2 separate regions of the Sus scrofa genome follow, and region 2 is linked to region 1. A link is a contact called in public Hi-C data. All regions are on one chromosome and are shown on one strand. Each heading gives the region's core, a stretch centred on a gene start, on an enhancer-like site or on the middle of the called end of the contact. The rest is flanking DNA. Distances are from core to core; before and after follow the strand shown.

The links. Hi-C and Micro-C count contacts between places; a contact is called where the count stands out from the background.
Region 2: a contact with region 1 is called in a Hi-C map of liver, with 4 times the contacts expected there. The contact joins the promoter of URB1 here to the promoter of SOD1 in region 1. A contact is called at or near these places in 1 of 5 promoter capture datasets (liver) and 1 of 47 Hi-C or Micro-C datasets (liver).

What each region holds. Positions count from the first base shown.
Region 1 is chr13:195,323,446-195,328,490 of Sscrofa11.1, forward strand. SOD1 (superoxide dismutase 1) reads left to right here and starts at 3,128. Exons shown (of 7, transcript NM_001190422.1): 1 at 3,128-3,275. The coding sequence starts at 3,204.
Region 2 is chr13:196,045,519-196,050,563 of Sscrofa11.1, forward strand. It overlaps URB1 (nucleolar pre-ribosomal-associated protein 1), which reads right to left and starts at 2,364. Exons shown (of 41, transcript XM_021069844.1): 1 at 2,082-2,364. The coding sequence starts at 2,223.

The DNA of each region.
Region 1 (5,045 bases), core at 1,878-4,377:
TGGGCAAAGGCCCTTTGGCCCGGATTTGCACATTTATGTAACCGCCAGCACATGTCAGTTATCTGGAAAATGCTAGGAAGTACAAGCAAAATCACAAATATGTGTACTTTCTAGAGGACAATAAAAAATGGAGATTGTTTATTTCTGACAGAATGTCTTTGAGTCCAAGGGTATCTTTTTTTTTTCTTTTTCTTTTTGTCTTTTCTAGGGCCATACCCACGGCGTATGAGGTTCCCAGGCTAGGGGTCTAATCAGAGCTGTAGCCACCGGCCTACGCCACAGCCACAGCAACACCAGATCCGAGCCGCATCTGCAACCCACACCACAGCTCACAGCAATGCTGGATCCTTAACCCACTGATCAAGGCCAGGGATCGAACCTGCAACCTCACGGTTCCTAGTTAGATTCGTTAACCACTGAGCCACAACGGGAACTCCTCCAAGGGTATCATTAAATAAGTAATGCACAGCCAAGAAGTGGCTGAAGCAGGTTCTGCCTTTTTTCACTCTGGCCTTGAATTAGGACCTAGGGTTTTACCACCCTCACAACTAAATCCTCCTTACCCAGCATTGGAGAGAAACGTGGACTACCTTGGAGCTGGAGGGGGATGGAGAGGATTTTTAACTCCACAAAACAAATGGAACAGGAGTCCCCAGAAGTCAGGGCTCTTCTCCCTTAGGTGTGTCCCTTCCTGGCCCCTGTCTTGGTCTCACAAATCCAGGTTTCTTTTTTACTTTTTTATGGCCTCATATGGAAGTTCCTGGGATAGGGATTGAATCTGGGTTGCAGTGGCAAGGCCGGATCCTTTAACCCACTGCACCAGGTAGGGGAACCTTTGTCCCCGCTGGGACCTAAGCCACTGCAGTCAGATTCTTTTTTTTTTTTTTTTTTTTTTTTGGTCTTTTTAGGGCTGTACCAGCAGCATATGGAAGTTCTTGGGGTCCAATGGGACCTACAGCTGCCAGACTACGCCACAGCCACAGCCACACCTGATCCAAGTAGCACTTGGGACCTACGCCACAGTCTGTGGCAACACCGGATTCTTAACCCACTGAACAAGGCCAGGGATTGAACCCGCAGCGTCATGGATACTAGTCAGGTTCTTAACATGCTGAGCCACAATGGGAACTCCCCACAGTTGGATTCTCAACCCACTGCACCAACAGTGGGAACTCCTTCACATTTTTTTTCAGGATGCTTTCCTTCTTCTTTTTTTTTTTTTTTTGTCTTTTGTCTTTTCAGGGCTGCTCCTGCGGCATATGGAGGTTCCCAGGCTAGGGGTCTAATTGGAGCTGTAGCTGCCAGCCTACACCACAGCCACAGCAACGCGGGATCCGAGCCGTGTCTGTGACCTACACCACAGATCACGGCAACGCTGGATCCTTAACCCACTGAGCAAGGCCAGGGACCGAACCTGCAACCTCATAGTTACTAGTGGGATTTGTTTCTGCGGCGACACAACAGGAACTCCCATCTCTTTTGAGTCAGGATCCAGCTCTTGCTCTCAATTTGCATACTTCACTGGGCATGAAAGACTCTTGAGTCAGAGTTTCTCAAGGTGCCATTATCAGTGGTACCAGGGACCAAGATAGGACTGTAAATTCCAGGTTCCCACCCCAAACCCACTGAGTTAGAAACACGACCTGCGGTTTAACGAGGCTTCGGGTGAGTCTAAAGCATGCTTCCAGGTTAAGTTAACCTCACTTCAGCTCAACTCATCTTTACTACTCAGGCATCCCTGGAGGGAGAAGATTCTTCTCCCCTTAATGGCTCCTCCCCAACCCTCGGGGTTTATCAAACAATTTCCCCAACAAACGTACTCACGTGGGGGCGGGGGGGGGGGTGAGATCCCCATTTTAAGCCAAACTGTTGCAGACAAATGCACGTTCACTGTAAATGTAAGTTTACACTGTAACGTTTTTGAGAACATTAGCAAAAGTCTAATTTGCACTCTCCAAAGGTACCCACCCACAGTCTCTGGTACATTTTTCTAGAGATTTCTGAGCACCCAGATAACTATGTTTATATATATATATATATTTTTTTTTCTTTGTCTTTTTGCCTTTTCTTGAGCCGCTCCCGCGGCATATGGAGGTTCCCAGGCTAGGGGTCAATCGGTAGCCACCAGCCTACGCCTGAGCCACAGCAACGCGGGATCCGAGCCGCGTCTGCAACCTACACCACAGCTCACGGCAACGCCGGATCCTTAACCCACTGAGCAGGGCCAGGGACTGAACCCGCAACCTCATGGTTCCTAGTCGGATTCGTTAACCACTGCGCCACGACGGGAACTCCAATGTTTATATTTTTAAATAAAAAGGCACAAAGGCAGTTTGTATGCTCATTTCTTATTTTTGAAATCTCTTCTTGAAGGACAAGCAATCCTCTGGACTATGAGGAACCATCAATTATTCACCTACTCTAACCTCCTTGACGGCTGTGCCAGCAGAGACAGGCCACAGAGGTGCGTAGAAGATCAGTCAGGTGACATTTTGGTATTTTTAGATTTGTGGCCTTGCCAAACAGGAAATGCTCGCAAAGAATACACGAATCTGATAACCAAAGAAGTAACTTCACAGGTCATGGACTAAGAAAACTGCAGGGAAGAAAAGCTGAGGCCAGGGATTGGGATGTTTCGACTTTACACACTCTCAGAAATGACAAACACTAGACACATAAAAAACGAAAACTATCAAAAGCACCCAGCTCCATTGTGCCAACTTCTAAATAACAAATGCGACAACGTCACGACCAAAGTCAGAACGAACTACGTTTCCAGACAAAGGGACCTCAGGTCTTCAAGGCGTGCCGTGTATACCTCATTTTTCCAACTTCGTGTGCTGCAATCCACGGATTGCCCGTTTTTGAGGAGAAATGTTGTTTTTTTCCACAGCGCCAGCTTTCTGGGCGTTTTACAGCCGCGGGGCGGTGGGAGCCGGCGGCGTGGAGAGGAAGGCTGCACACGCGGCCCCTTGGCCCCGCCCCCGGCCATTCCCGGCCGCTCGCGTCCCGAGGTTCCCCGTGGGGAGCGGGTTGAGCGCGCGAGCGGCGATTGGTTCCGGGCAAGGGTGGGCGGGGCGAGACGGTCCGGCCTATAAAGGTTCCACGGCGCCGCCGGCTCGGTTTGCGTCGGCGTGTACTGCGGCCTCTCCCGCTGCTTCTGGTACCCTCCCAGCCCGGACCGGAGCGCGCCCCCGCGAGTCATGGCGACGAAGGCCGTGTGTGTGCTGAAGGGCGACGGCCCGGTGCAGGGCACCATCTACTTCGAGCTGAAGGCAAGGGCAGGCGCGGGGAGAGCGGCGGCGAGGCCGTGCCGCCGCACCTGTGCCCTGCAGCGGGCGGCGGGCGAGCTGGGCCTCGGGCGGCCCTCGCCACGCCCCCGGCGCGCGGGTCGGCGGGTCCCCACCGCCTCTCTGCCCCGCGACGGTGCTGCGCCCCCGGGCCGCTACCCGCGCGCGTCCGCGGAATGCTGAGTCATTGGGCCAGCCCGGCGGTGGCGGTGCGTGGTGAGGCCTGGGCGGGTCGCCCGGTGGGTGCCAACAACCGCGGGCCCCGGGGGAAGAGGAGAAAGTGAGGGAGGAAGGCCGGCTGCCCCGGGGCCTCCTCGGCATCCGCAGGCCTGGCCCGAGCCCTCACGTGCTGGAGGAGGCCGTGGCCATTGCTGGCGGGGTCATTTTCTGGGGCCTGAGGCTCTGCGGACTCCTGAGTTGCGCAGTATGAGGCCCGACCCGCCCTTGAGATCCGGGGGTGGCGGGTGCGGCCGGGCAGTCCGGGTATTCGAGCATCCGTTATCCCTTTGGGGCTTCCTTTCAGCTTGAGCTCTCTGGTTCAGGGGTCTGCGGACTACGGCCCGCGGACCTGTTCTTTCATGGGGCGGTGTTTGTACAGCCCTTGAGCTGAGTGGTTTTTATGTTTATTTTCTTAGGAGTTTGTATTTTTATATGTTCATGTTCAAAGGGCATGAAAACAAGAGTATGCGACAGAGACCCTTACAGAAAAGTTTGCTGACTTATTCTAGGTCATGGTCAGGTTCTGAGGGCAAAGAAGATGGCCCTGCAAAGCTCCAGAAGCCAGAGATCTAACAGGTTTTCCAGAGGGACGGTTTTTAACCCTGGGTGCACAGTAGACTCATTAAGGGAGCTTTTTGTATTTATTTATTGGTCTTTTGTCTTTCTAAGGCCGCGGTATATGGAGGTTCCCAGGCTAGGGGTGCAATCAGAGCTATAGCTGCCGGCCTTTGCCACAGCCACAGGAACACCAGATCCGAGCCGAGTCTGCGACCTATACCACAGCAGCTCACAGCAACACCGGATCCTTAACCCACTGAGCAAGGCCGGGGATGGAACCCGCAACCTCATGGTTCCTAGTCAGATACGCTTCTGCTGCACCACAAGAGGAACTCCTTGTATTTTAATTAAAAATTTTTTTAAATTTAAATTTAAATTTTATTTTGCTGCAGCCGGGGCATGCAGAAGTTCCTGAGCCAGGCCTCAAATCTGTGCCACAGCAGCAACCCTAGTCACAGCAGTGACAAGGCAGGATCCTTAACCTGCCAGGCCACCAGAGAATGCTTCAGGGTTTTTTTTTTTTTTTTTTTTAAATACAGATACCAGGGCCCACTTCTGGATCATTTGAATGAGAACCTGATGGGTGTTGAGGGTTGCTGTTTTATTTGTTCATTTTTGGCCTCTCTGCCAGCATGTGGAGTTCCCAGACCAGGGATCAGATCCCAACTGCTGTTGCAACCTATGCTGCAGCAACGCTGGATCCTTTAACCCCTTCTGTGGCAGGATGGTACCCGTGACTAGGTGCTGCTTCGGATCCCTTTGTGCCACAGCAGGAGCTCCAAGGATTGCTGTTTTTAAAGTTTCCAAAATGGTTCTTAGTGCGTGGGGATTGTGAATTCCATTTGGTAAGGGTAATGGATGGGATTTGGGAGTCCAGTTTAAGTTAAGAGAGCTGGAGTATTTCCATTGTGGGAAATTACCACTTCCCTTTCTTGGAGCATTCATTTAAACACATTCTCTGTTCAGTGACTTTGAAGT
Region 2 (5,045 bases), core at 1,114-3,613, 720 kb after region 1:
TGGCCAAAGAGTATAAACTTATAGCTATAAGTTCCAGGGAATCCAATGTACAGTATTGTGACTAGTTAATGATATTGTATCATATACTTAAAAGTTATAGAGAGTAGATCTTAAATGCTATCACCACAAAAAAAGTAATTCTACTGGGAGGGGTAGAAGTGTTAACTAACCTCATTGCGGTCATGTCCTACTACCTATATTTCTCGAACCAGCACACCGTACACTTAAGCTTACATATGCTGTATGTCAATAATATCACAATATGGCTGGGGAAAAAAAAAAAAAAAAAAAAAAAAAAGAAAAAAACCTTCCCTAACACCTGAATGAAAAGAAAAATCCCTAACATTTGTCCGATCCACTGCCCTGATCGTCCAGTGAGGTGATCCTACCACAGCAAGTTATGAGAACATATCCAAAGGGAGGGAGAATCCAAGATAGAGACTGGATTCGAACACAAATCCAACAGAGCCTCACACCAGGGATTCACACGTGCACTCCCAGTTTCAGTCCTGCCACATCTCCCAACTCCCTCACCGTACCCACCACTCACCGACCCTGGCTTCTGAAATCTGTTCAAAAGCAGTGCCTGAAAGTAAAGAGCTCTGTGAGCAAAACCACTGCTATCTCTAAGGATACAATGTCGAACAATTCAACACGCTTTTTTTTTTGGTTTGTCCTGAGGCATATGGAAGTTCCCAGACTAGGGGTCTCACTGGAGATGCAGCTGCCAGCCACGGCCACAGCCACAGCCATGCCAGATAGGAGCTATGTCTGTGACCTACACCACACCACAGCTCACAGCAACACTGGATCCTGAACCCACTGAGCAAGGCCAGGGATTGAACCTGCCTCCCCTTGGATACTAGTTGGGTTCCTTAACTGCTGAGCCACAGCGGGAACTCCACATGCTCTTTCTTCCACCAGGAAAGTTTCTATCCCTGTCCTTTTAGAGCGCTTTGTGCTGAAATGATTGGTATGGGACTTTAAGGATTCCCATCTGCCTTCCCACTTGACTATTCATAGGCTTCCCCATGGCAGATTCTTACTCACCATTTTACCTCTACTCTGACAAATACCAGCCCCTTGCAAGTAATGAACAAAGGAATGAATGAAACGCAAACTTCTTTGCTAAAGCCACTATCATCTTCCCAGCTCTGGCTAGCATATGCTGGCATCCAACGTTTAAAAACACAATCTGTGCAAGACAAACTGGAAATTGAGGATACTCTGGACATTAACTTAACTTTCACTTGAAACAGTCACTGCTTTCTTCTGACACAGTACCAGTGTTTCGCACATGCTAGTGTCTTCCATTGCGTTTTGTCCTCATAACCTAAATACTTTCTAATGGAGTACAAGGAATTGGGAAGTTAGGTCACACTTTTCAAAAAGTGCAATTATTGAATCTGCTCCTTATCTGTCACTAGTCTCTTTTTGCTTTTTAGGGCCACACCAGCGGCATATGGAAGTTCCCAGGACCCAAGCCACGTCTGCAACCTACACCACAGCTCACGGTAAGGCCCAGATCCTTAACCCACTGAGTGAGGCCAGGGATCGAACCTCTGTCCTCATGGCTCCTAGTCGGATTCGTTTCCGCTGCACCACGACAACGGGAACCATATCTGTCACTAGTCTAATCTTGCTCAACTGTCAAGTCCTGCAGTAGCTTCATGTGGGAGCTTATGACAGGTTTTCTGGTCGGTGTGAGTGTTGGAGGATCAAAGCTACGGAAAACAGAGCTGACAGCCATGGCAGTAGCAAACTCACAGTCGGGACTCGATAAATAATCCGTTTTGTGAATAAGTACTACACATCCACTTTCCTGACAATTGCAGTAAAGGTTTTAGAGCTTGCTGAGGGACACTGTCCGGGCAAGGGAGGTGTGGGATCGCAGGAACTGTCACATTCAAGCAAGTCTGGGCCCTGGACTCCCAAGCACCCGGGCCTCGGTTTCCCGACTGCGAATCGGGAGGCTGAGCTCTGACCCTCGCTGCAGGAAGAAGAGGCTGCATCCACACACACACCGAGGCGGGTAGGCCGCCCCGAACGCATCGGCTCCCCGCCCCGGGTCCCGCACTCACCCGGCCCCGCACCCTGCGCGTCTCTCAGCTGAGTCTTGAAGCGCACGCCCGTGAGCTCTTCGGTGCGGGCTCGCTTGGCTGCGCCCGCAGGGGTAGCTCCACCTTCCCGGCCGCCCGCAGCCTTCCTTTTGGGGACCCCCATGGCCGAGAGGGCGGGGACGCGCCGGGACCCACACACCCCGGGACCTGACAAGAGGACACCGGGGGAGACCCGACAGGCACCTGTGGCCCACACGTGGGCTGAAGGGGCGGGGGGCTGTCGGAAGAGGCGGAGCCTCGGGAGGGAGGCCGGCGGAAGGGGCGGGGCCTGTGGGAAGGGCGGGGCGGGGCCTGTGGGAAGGGCGGTCCGGCGGAAACCCGGTAGCGGTTCCCTCTTGGCTGTGCGATTCTAGCTCCCTAGCTCGCTGCCCCGGGCCGAGCCGACGCTCCACCACACCCGCGCTTGGCCTCGGCGCGGGGGGGCGGGGGCGTCTATCGGCGGCTTTCTCGAGGGTTCTTGGGAGGAAGAATCCCCAGATCCTCCACTCCTGGGGGGCACGAGCCAGACCGCTGGCAGCAGCACCGTCAGCTCGGTTCTTGACCTGTGGGCGCCCTAATGGTGCCTCTTGACTGACATGCAGCGGGATTCGGTGCTTTGCCTGTTCGAGGCCCAGCGAGTTGGCCAGGAGGGTGGCTGCCCCGGGCTAAGTGCCAGGTGGGCTTTTGTGGGGAGATCCTTGCTCTGGGACCAGGTCGAAGGTCGTGCGGATGCCCCTAACCCTGACCCCTAGCTTATCTCACATCCGGAACCAGACTGGCTTGTCTGGTGCGATGTCGCCCCAGACGACCTCCACTTCCCCAAACTGATGGGTGGACTTGCGCCTTTCTGGTCATGTAGGGTGGGAGGAGGGGATCAAATGAAGTAACGTCTGTGAAAACCCTACGCGGACAGCGCAGCAGCCTCCACATCTAAGCCCCTGTCATTAAAATGGAGACAGTAAAGCCAGCTGTTCTCAGCGGAGAAAGTGATGCAATGCATGAAAAACTGCTTTGACGGGAGAAAAAAAAAAACTACTGTGTTTTTGTAAGATGTTATTGACTTGTTCTGAAATAAAACGGAGGTATAAATAAGTGGAAACAGGCTAGTGCATTTTTTAATACAACTTCATCCATACTTGGTTATGTGCGCAAACAAATCATGAAGCAGGTCATTAGATAAGTCATTTGGTGATTCCTGGAATTATCTGTCAGCTTGTCCTCTAGTATGAGAAAGTACTGCCCCGTGGTCTGTAAGCAGATCTGTTGTGAGCATCTGAGAACAGTGGCTTTTTGTGACCTGTTAGGGTTTCAGAGTCTCTAATAGAAAAAGCCTGTGCTGTTGACCCTGTGCTCCTGACCTGGCAAGACTATTGTGCCTGTGGAAATGCCTACCTTGTAGGCAGGTCAGAGGGAGTAGCCTGAGCAGATCTGAACTGATGCAGAGGTATTAAAAGGCAGGGATATGCTCAAAATTTAGGCTGTCAAGGAGGATACTCTTGTTAGTAAAGACAGACTTAATTCTGACCGGTCATCTTCACGGGGTTCTTTTCTATGGTTAATTGCCAACCACCAACTTTGTTTTCAACCACAGTGGACCTGACCAAAGAGACAGCAGAGAGAAGCAGGAAATAGTCAAAAACTATTCAGTTTCTGCCTACGTGACCTTGAGCAAATTATCATCTCTCTTTAGAAAGACTTAGAGAAAGTGGGAGAACTTGCTGGTACTATCCAGTTTGTAAGCGGTGGACCACTCACCCAGTGTATCCTAGCTCCAATTTTATTTTATTTTATTTTATTTTATTTTATTTATTTATTTATTTATTTATTTGTCTTTTTGCCTTTTCTAGGGCCGCTCCCACCACATATGGAGTTCCCAGGGTCTAATCAGAGCTGTAGCCACTGGCCTACACCACAGCCACAGCAACATGGGATCTGAGCCGCGTCTGCAACCTACACCACAGCTCATGGTAATGCCAGATCCTTAATCCACTGAGCAAGGCCAGGGATCGAACCTGCAACCTCATGGTTCCTAGTCAGATTCGTTAACCACTGCACCATGACGGGAACTCCTTAGCTCCAATTTTAAAACAAAGAAACAGGGAGTTCCCATCATGGCCCAGTGGTAATGAACCTGACTAATATCCGTGAGGATGCAGGTTCAATCCCTGGCCTAGCTCAGTGGGTTGGGAATCTGGTGTTGCTGTGGGCTGTGATATACGTTGCTTATGTGGCTCAGATCTTGCATTACTGTGGCTGTGGTGTAGGCCGGCACCTGCAGCTCCAATTCGACCCCTAGCCTGGGAACTTCCATATGCCATGGGTGCGGCCCTAAAAAGACAGAGAAAGGAAAGAAGGGGGGAAGAAATAGGAGTTCCCGCTGTGGCACAATGGGATTGGTGGCCTCTCTGGAGCACTGGGACACAGTTAGATATCCAGTCAGGCACAGTGGATTAAAGGATCTGGCATTGCTGCAGCTTCGGCATAGGTAGCAACTGCCCCTCGGATCTGACCCCTGGCTTGGGAACTCCCTATGTTCCTGAGCTGACTGCGCCAAAAAAATAAAAGCAAAAACAAAGAAACAGAGGTTGGCCGTGCCCATCCCAGCCTTAGCCGGAGACATACCGGATGAAGTAGGGCACAGAAGTGCAGATGGATGCTTCAGACTAAGTCAGCTGATGCAATGAATCCTTGATACCAAGTCACTAACCCTGCTTAACCCCACCTGTTCAGATACCAGGCTCACCAATCAGCCTCTGAATGGTGACATGGCTTTCTATGTAACAGTTCTGTGTGGAGAGAAAAGGCTTTATTGGCCCCAAGAACATTCTGGTTCATTAAAAACAAGCATTCTAAAGCTGGTATCCTCTTCAGGGCCTTTGCACATGCTGTTCCCTCCCTCTGAAACTCTGCCCAGACCTCACGTGGCTCCTCCTCTCACTTCATTCA